Regions from separate parts of the Mus musculus genome. Here all the other regions are linked to region 1. The links are chromatin contacts, called in public HiChIP or PLAC-seq maps. All regions are on one chromosome and are shown on one strand. Each heading gives the region's core, a stretch centred on a gene start, on an enhancer-like site or on the middle of the called end of the contact. The rest is flanking DNA. Distances are from core to core; before and after follow the strand shown. Region 1 has its middle 22 kb from the start of Gm32137. Region 2 has its middle 9.9 kb from the start of Gm13985. Region 3 overlaps Gm32210 (a long non-coding RNA gene).

Region 1 (2,959 bases), core at 289-2,788:
AAGCCTGGGGGATGATATTATTTTACAATTATCTAAAATTATATATAACACACACACACACACACACACACACACATATATATATATATATATATATATATATATATATAATGCATACATAAATTGTTGCTAGGGGTGGTTCAAGTGACTTCCAAGACAATATAGGCCATTAGTTTTGCCCTTGGTTGCCTCTCAGAGATGAAGGTAAATCCTTATCTCTGAAGACACTGTACATGTAGGACATGGATGATTTAAGCTGGAGCTAACCTGAAATCCTTCTTTCTGAAGTCTAGCTTCCATAGTACTAGAATGAACGTATTATGCAAGTTGCCAAGGGAATGAAGCAATGAAAAGTCCTCTCTGGCTGTGACACCTATGAACCATAGTGCTGAGCTGCAGAGCAAGATATCAATAAAGGAGCAATAATAGCACTTACGTTGGCAGCCCGCAGCTGTCTAAGTGAATTTAAAGCCCACTCAACAGGAGAGATGTCAGGCTTGGTACCTGAAACTGAGCCAACTACTGGGTTTAGTGAAGCCATGAATCTTAGGAAAAATCTCCTATAATCATTTTACTATTAGCCTAATTCCTTACTACGTCTTGGATCATCTCCTTATTCCCACAAATAAGTGCAACTCTTATCCCTTCATTTTTGTCTTTACAGCAAATAGAGATCATTACAGAAAACCAACTGGCCACACTGTAGTGATCAATGGGTGGTGTGGAGTCCAGCCCCAAAAGGTATATCTTCAGCACGACTCCTGCATTGAAGGTTCAGAGAACATCAGGAAAAGAGTTGGGCAGAAAGACTGCAAGACCCAGGAAGCTAGAAAGTCTACCTTAACAATGTGTGTCCTAGAAACAGCTGCCTAAACAAGACCAGGACAATAACAATATCAACAGGCATGCTAACATGGAGTCTCACCCCCTAGACAAAGAACTGAAAGATGGTTTTGAAAATGAGCCAGAGATAATAAGAGGTGCAGACTCATCCCTACTTGATTGACATTTGAGCTCTTGGCCATACCCTAGATTTGACAGTTGGTAGTTTTGTACATAATAGAAAACTCAAGGCTCCGGAATTTCCATGTGTTTCCTGTGACTGATTTTCACACAGATGCCTTTGTCGAGCACAGAGGCTAAGATCCCTGAAGCTAGTTAGGGATCTCTGCAGCCAGGTCATTGAGGAAATGCCAGGTTACCCACAAGCATTTCAGGAGTCCTGGAAATTCTCTAATGAACAAACCCACACCCACAGAGCACTATTTTAATAGGGCCAGATTGCCCCATAAGGTATGTAGAACTTAGTTCCATTGGGTCCTCATGTTTGCTGGCTAGCCACTGGAGGAAACAGTTTGTGGACACTTCTTGGTATTCAACCACTATGTCCAAGGAAGACCTGTGCTTGCCCAGTGCTTTCCCCATCCTCTAGGACCCCCAGAAACTTGTTAGCTGCATCCAAGCCCACATTAGGGCAGCAAAGTGAACAAGAATCACTCAGATCCTCTAACCACAAGTTGTGAAGTCCCCACTCTGAGCCAAAGTGCATAGCTGGGCTGAGTTGTGGGCAGGGGAGGGGAGTAGAGGACAGGCTTCCTCCGCTGTTGGTTTTACCTCTAACCACAAGGAAATTTTCCACCATCTTTATTATTTCTGGCATGAAGCCATACCATAGGAAAGGGGAATTTTGGTTAAGAAAAGAGATATGGATTCTGGTGAGTGAGTAAGGGACACGGAGTGAAGAAAGGGGTGAGCCAGAAAACAAGAAGAGAGAACCAAAACCAGGCAGAGGAATGTGGTAAGTGATCAGAGGCAGGGTGCAATAACTGGGTAAGTATCTGAATAGCCAGGTTATATGATGGAGTTAGGTTTCTAGATTCAATTATTAAATCAGGTTAAGTCAGTACATACTGACTTATCTATACTATGATATTCCTACATCAGTTTTATGTCTGGTTCTATGTCAATCAAAATAACTCTAATATCCATGAGCAGCTTATCTGGGGACCTCACAGTCTGGCTCATTATTAAATAAAATGTGAAGGCTTTTTCCAAGTAAGTCCATGATGTAATTCTCTTCTCTACACCTCTCCCTCAAAACCCAAATAACACACTTACAGAAGTACATTGGCTTAAAAGGCACCCAGACCAACTGTGGATTATACTCATGCCTTATTAAATGATGTAACTTCTCAGCTTTCTCTTCCATTCCAGAAGTCAAGCAGAATGAAGATTGATTGGTTAAAGAGGTAAGTTGGGATTCTGTCAGATTTTATTCTTCTAGAGTTACTGGCACTTGGTACTGAGATGATGGAACAGTTGGAAGCCATTCATGAACACTTCCAGAGTGATTGAGAGTTGCTGTTGTGACTTGAGACCTGTATCATCCAGAGTTTACCTTCGAAGATGTTCTCAGCACAACTATTGCTGTTGGCTAGACTTGGAAGATCCAGTAGGACACTTTCCTCCAAACCATTATAGACACAGGCATAGCAGAAGTAATGTCATCCAAGGACCACAAGCAGTCTAGCTCAGAGCAAATATAATCTACAATCTGAGATGCTCTGTGTCTTAGCAAAGAAAAATAGGAGCAAAGATGGAGAAAGACATAGGTATCCAAGGAGAGGAGAGTCAGTAGAGCAAGTACCTCCAGAAGGAGGATGGGAATGCAGGACACACATGCAATCACAGGAAAAAGAGAATAACATGTAGGCAGAGATGATGAAGGTATGAGGAATCAGGAAACTCCCCTTCCTGCCTTTGATGAATTTTGCAATCCTGAGCCAACTGATCCTGAGAAGTTGCATGCATTTTGTTCCCAGCATCCATGTGAATGGCTCACAACCACCTGTCACTCCGGCTCCAGGGTATTTGATTCTGACTTTTGTGAGCACTGACATGCATGCGTGTGCGCTCACACACATGCACACACACACACAAATAAAAATAAAATAGTATT
Region 2 (2,959 bases), core at 275-2,774, 340 kb before region 1:
ACTCTTTCTTCAGGCTGAAAGAACTTATTACAAAACATTTTAGGTCAAAGATCTTAGCTTTGAAATATCAGGCTGGTTGTTACTTATTTAAATTATACTCCTTAAACAGCCATTGCCAGGGCATTATGCCATTGAGAAATAAACTATGCATATCCTGCCTCAGTCTTAGAAGTGTAGGGCTAACATATACATTCTATTTGCACATAGATTTAGCAAATTTGGGATTCTCTCCTTCTATATAGTAAGATAAATATAGATATATCCATACAGACTTAACTTCAATTAATTTTCATAGCTCTAGAAGCCTTGAGTAAAATGACAACAGCCATTACATATCATGGAACCCCAATGATATTGCATGTGACTGTGGTGAGCTTGAAATAAGAAAGATTTGTTCTTCCAAACTTGTGCTGCTGATAAGCTTATTAAGAATATTTTATTCAACTAAATTAAAATAAAAAGTAATAGTAAAATACATCAAACACAGATATTCATCAGATAGTCTTACTAGGCAAGCAATCTGTAGTCACCATATTGGAAGACCACTTGGCATATTTATTGGCTAGATGTGCAGATGCCTGCAGAATCAGCCATTTGGTTTCCAGTATAGACTTAGCAGAAGTGAGTAACTGCAAAAAGGTCAAGTTGGAAAGTAACCAAAGAGTTGAACAGTAAAGAAACATTATCTGTTCATACAGTTAATGGCAGTGTAATTAACAGGACAAGAAGAATGAAGATCCCCAACCCTTAGCATACAACACCATGAAAGAAATTCATAAACATTATTCTGAGTAAAATTTAAAAAACGACACTTACATATAAGGTGAAACATGTTTATATTATTAAAACCCAGAATAGAGTTTATCCATAGACAGTATGAGAGGAGATCCTGGGATAGTGTCTAATTTCTTCAGCTGTATCTTAGTTGGATTGATATGTCACATTTGTAGACATGTGTCTGGCATCACATGCCATCTATGATTAAGCTATTTTATCTGTGTCCATTATATTTCAACAATCATTTTGTAGTTTTTTTTCCCCATGTGCTAGTTCATTCAACTTACACAATAACTCCAGGCAATAAGAAGGGCGGGATAACTTTCTCCCAGTTACCAAGAAGTGAACCTGACTCAAAGTTTTGTCCAAAGCCTTTGGGCTGATTAGTCATAGATCAAGATCAGGTAAAAGAAGGCAGTGCTTTATAGGCAGATCGCTCTGATGCCTAAAAGGTATTTAATAAATACTGTCTAGTGCTAAGTTGTAGAGTTCCTAGTAACAAAAAGGTAGTCATCTTACCGTGAAATTTTCTGGGGCAGTGGTGCATGTGTATGTGTGTGTGTGAGTGTATAGTGTGTGTGTGTGTGTGTGTGTGTGTGTGTGTGTGTGTGTGTGTGTGTGTGTGAGATCTCTGGCTGGATCACATGCATTCTCTCCTCAGAAGGAAACAGAGATATGCTCTGATTCAAATGCCCTTGGTGCTGCCAAAATACCTGTGGAAAATTGTGCAACTATGTCCCTCTAGGGCTTAGAAGTGAATGAGTCACACCCTCAGTTCTCAGACATAGTGCCCAGGAAAACAGGAAAGCTCACGTCGGCAGAAATCCATTATGTGACCTTGGATTAATCATTGAGCTTCTTTAGGGGCAATTGTCTGAAAGACCAATAGTATGAGATTCCCTCACTTAGAACCATATGTGTGTTCCTCCTGTAGTATACCTTTGTGAGGTTCCCTAAGGTTTTTTCCCTTCCACACATGCAACCATATTTCATCATTTTTAGAGGCATTGGACTGTATTCAAACTTGCCAGTTCCCTTCTGGTCACTTAAGATCAGATTTTACTTGTTTACATTTGAAATTCAGCATGGCCAGTTCCCTGCCTATCTTTAGCTAAGAAAGAAGACAATCAACTGAGTTATATAAGTAACCAGAAGTCATATGCAATTTCTTAATCATGCTTCCTCACAAAATATTCTATAGATGAGCTAGGATGTGGTACAGTGGTTGCTAAGCATGGCACAGGGCCATGAGTTCTATCCCCAAAAGTGCAAAAAAAAAAAAGTGTAATAAAACTTTTCTTGTCAACATAAAATTCCAGTTATTTATGATGTGGAAAACAAAAGAGATAAGAAGTCCCAGAAATGAAATCTGTAATTACTTGGATAATAACTCTGAACCTTCTTTGGAAAAAAATATGTAGAATGTAAAATGTTTTGATTTAGGGCTCAACTGTAATGTCAAGGTCATCCAATCATCCAATGAGCTCAGAAGGAATCTGAGAAAAATAAAGAGATAAATAGAAGCAGATGTTTGGAAACACTTGAATATTGCTAGGGAAATTGTATGGTTAGAAATCAAAATGTCTGTGTTGTATCCTCCACCCTAATAAGGCTATGATATCAGGCATTTAAGTGGCTGTTCAGCAACTTTTCAGAAAAGAGCCATGGTTCCATGTCCTCTATCACTAAATGCCTCCATGAGGTGTATTTTGAAATGAAGTCTTTGTTAGGATACCCCGAAGGAGCTATCCTGTCATGATTTCTATTACTCAAGACCTGCATTTAAAATTAGCAAAAGAGCATTTTGTTGGCAAGGAGATAACATTAGAAAGATTTTGTTTTTCAATTGGTCAGCACTTTCATCCTCAGAAGCAAACTTCTCTTGCTTTTAGTTGGTACAATGGCAAGAAGTAGAAACTCCCAGTTTATATTTAGTTGTCAAAGCATGACGTGCTGTTAACATAGTTCTGTGGAAGATATCGAGCCCTAAGGATCAAACCACAGATTAACAAAAGCCCAGTGAGGAGGTAGGATCTTCTGAAGTCCTCGGAGGGAAGGCTGGCCACGCGTCATGTGAAGGTGGCAAAGGAGAGGTCATTGCAATATGGGATTCAGGAGTCTCGAGAAGGGAGGTAATTAGTGAGAAAGGTTCAAAAATGGGGTAGTAATACTTAGTTGACAT
Region 3 (2,959 bases), core at 266-2,765, 280 kb before region 1:
TGGCCCTCTGCTCTAACTGTACTGGATTCACTGTTCCTTTCCCCAGTATCTCCTCATCAACTGTTCCTCACCTTCAGTTTTACATCTTGTGTTCATCCTTTGTTTGCAAACTCGGGCTAAAGACATGGAATGCTTAGCTAGGTATAAAAGAACAGGCTGTCATTTATTCATTCACTCATTCACTTACTTGATTTCTCATGGAAAAAATGTGTGTGGAAGTCTGACTCCACCTTATCACTTGGTTCTGAAAACACTGGAGAAATTTCAAGAAGAAATTTCTATTTGAGTTCTCAAAAAGGGTCTCTGAATCTAAAATGTGGACAAAGTGAGGACCACATTGGGATGAGGGGTTGAGGTGACTCAAAAGAGTGGAGATCTGATTATGTCAAGAATTGGAAGCAGGTAATAAGAACATGCATATCCATCTCTAGAAATTCTTATTCAATAAGACCTCTTCATATTTGTGACCAAAGTCAAGGAGAAAGAAAATATCAATGCTCATGACCAATTTCTCAAAGGCATTGCTCAGTACAGTAGATTCTGTATTTGGGCATCCTTTTTTGAGGCTGATGACAGCCCAATGTCACTTGCCTTTCTTACATGTATTCACTTTTCCTAACTACTGCTAATTATCCACAATGCTATGTGTTTTACCTTTATCGGTCAGTGGATTGCTAAGACCCTGATAGCATACCCATTCGCTGTCCTTGCTCAAATACTTTTAGCATGGGCAGAGGAGAAGCCAGAGATTATCAGTAGAATATACCTTCCTTCTAGCCATCCATTTGACCTAGTACACTGCACATTCCTTTACATACCTGCTGATCAGTTGACTAATAGTCATTTCTTAACATTCAAACTTCCTGTTGCAGTTGTTCCCTAGTAGAAATGATATTCCTCCAGGAAATCAGGACTCTAATACTGATCTAATCTCAGTACTGGCATCAGTTCTAGTCTCAGTTTTAAAACTATAGGGATTTGTTCAAGGCTGCTTTTACATTTTAATAACAAGGAAAATAATTTTCAACAAAGGAAACCTGAAACTCTACACAGGAATACATCATTCATCAGGCGAGTCTAGGCTTTAGGGGCAGGATGCTAATTTTGACCCCCACTACTAGTGTGAGAAGAGATGAATTATCAACTCTAGGCATTGTTTTCATCTTAGAGTCAGAGCTCTCTATTCTGTGGAATTTGTATAAAATCTGACTTAAGAGTTGCATGAAAGAACTTATACGAGGTGACATTCACTACAGCATTGCCACCCTCCATGTTGATTTCTAATGTGACATAAAGTTCTCAGTAAAAAGAGACAGCCCTTGTCCTTCTGCCCCATCTGGGCTCCCCTTTCTTCCTCCCTCACACATAATCCTGAGTGCCCTCTGGGAAAGATAACCTAGGAAACCACAAAACAAATACAGAAGTGTTTACATTTTCTCAGTAGCAAAAATAGCCAGAGTTGACTGGTCTTTCTCAACACTCCTTGATGCATGACTAAGAGACTTTTGAAATGTCTTCTTAAGTTTTCCTACTAGGGATATTGGTATTTCCCCACCATCCCACTCCTAGCATCTGAAGAGCTGTGTCATTTCTCAGAGGACTATTCAGGCCTTCCTATGCAGCTATTCCGAGAAATGAACTAACCTCTTTAGCACAGTGAGATGTGATATGCATAAATTTTAACACTGGGTCCTATCTATATGGAGTGATATAGCGAAATGGGAATGGAGACAGTGACTATACAGATGGAGGAAGATTCTCAGGGTTGTTAGAGGGAGTACTATAAATGGAGAAAGGTGATACTGCACTGTAACTTGGCCTTGAATCTATACAGAACTCTCATTTACACTATCCCCATGGGCTCAACATATATCTTTCATCTTCTAGGCATTTATTTCCTCATTCATGAAATTGGAAGGACTTTGAATCCAGCTTCATGTAGTTAAGTGAAAGAGATGACAAATGATAAGTGCCTTGGGGACAGTGAACACTACTAATTTTCAATAGAACTTCTTTTGTCTCTGTTCCACCCCAATCTATGTCCACACTGAACTAGATTCTTGCAGAGCAAAGAAATAGCCCCAATTTTAAGTTCCTCCCTGTTCACACATTGGCTGGAGAATGTCCATTACATTGGACATGCATTTTTACTGTTTATTTTACCTGCTTGCCAATGGGTGTTTAAAAGATTATGACTGCCCAAGTAGGTACTGGGTACAATATACTTGTACCAGTGAAATAAGCATTGTCATGGTTAATCTTGGTTAATCTTCATAACTGGATCTAGAATGGCAAGTCTCTGGGCACACTTCTGGGTGATTTTCTTGATTAAGTTAATTGAAGTGAAAAGGCCCATCATAAATGTGTGGTTTCTGGATGGTGGCTGAGCTATAAGGAGGACTGGTGGAAAATCTTCTGTTTACATCTTCTTGGCAAATTCATCTCTCTACCTATGAGTTCATTTGCCTTGTTGAACTGCTGCTGCTAATTGTTGTTGTTGATGTTATTGTTATTGTTGCTATTGTTGTTAACATGGGATCTCAGCATCTTTCACATTCTAACATGAAATAAAGGCCATTGGCTCTCCAGGAATCACCCAGGCCTTTCGCACTAGGTTGAGATTGCTGAGGCATCCAGCTCTATCAACTAAATAGTTTCCATAATTTCAGCATCCCTGGAGTAAGGATTGTCATATTTGTACAACACACATATATGGGTTCTTACCCTCTGAGTACCCAGATAATACTGGTATTCTACCAGTAAAACAGAGAAAGCCCCATAGGGTCTTTCACTACTACCTTGGAATTTCAATGTCAAGCAAAGAAATCAAGAGCATCTTTAGAGCCAGACTTTACCTACCAAAGCCTGGCATACAACTGGAAGGATTATGACAACAGCCATAGTGGAAGTGGTCTCAGCATTGTAGTCATGGTGAGGTTATCTCAAGGCCAAGTAACCC

Evidence for each region. HiChIP or PLAC-seq counts read pairs in DNA pulled down with a chosen protein or histone mark.
Region 2: a contact with region 1 is called in a FOXA1 HiChIP or PLAC-seq map of pancreatic cancer cells. The contact joins two enhancer-like sites. A contact is called at or near these places in 4 of 484 Hi-C or Micro-C datasets (adipose-derived mesenchymal stem cells, embryonic fibroblasts and ventricular fibroblasts) and 3 of 115 datasets of contacts at active chromatin or transcription factors (embryonic fibroblasts, pancreatic cancer cells and vascular smooth muscle cells).
Region 3: a contact with region 1 is called in a FOXA1 HiChIP or PLAC-seq map of pancreatic cancer cells. The contact joins two enhancer-like sites. A contact is called at or near these places in 2 of 484 Hi-C or Micro-C datasets (adipose-derived mesenchymal stem cells and embryonic fibroblasts) and 2 of 115 datasets of contacts at active chromatin or transcription factors (embryonic fibroblasts and pancreatic cancer cells).

The regions. Positions count from the first base shown.
Region 1 is chr2:117,460,355-117,463,313 of GRCm38.p6, reverse strand. No RefSeq gene overlaps it. Among named protein-coding and RNA genes, the nearest start is that of Gm32137, 22 kb to the right of the region's middle. Within about 2 kb of position 1,538, at least 22 of the 459 cell types and tissues checked have an H3K27ac peak or open chromatin away from gene starts, as enhancers often do. A contact at or near this core is called in pancreatic cancer cells, where this site is marked.
Region 2 is chr2:117,801,461-117,804,419 of GRCm38.p6, reverse strand. No RefSeq gene overlaps it. Among named protein-coding and RNA genes, the nearest start is that of Gm13985, 9.9 kb to the left of the region's middle. Within about 2 kb of position 1,524, at least 51 of the 459 cell types and tissues checked have an H3K27ac peak or open chromatin away from gene starts, as enhancers often do. A contact at or near this core is called in pancreatic cancer cells, where this site is marked.
Region 3 is chr2:117,742,592-117,745,550 of GRCm38.p6, reverse strand. All of the region lies in intron 2 of Gm32210 (a long non-coding RNA gene), which reads right to left. Among named protein-coding and RNA genes, the nearest start is that of Gm32210, 39 kb to the right of the region's middle. Within about 2 kb of position 1,515, at least 39 of the 459 cell types and tissues checked have an H3K27ac peak or open chromatin away from gene starts, as enhancers often do. A contact at or near this core is called in pancreatic cancer cells, where this site is marked.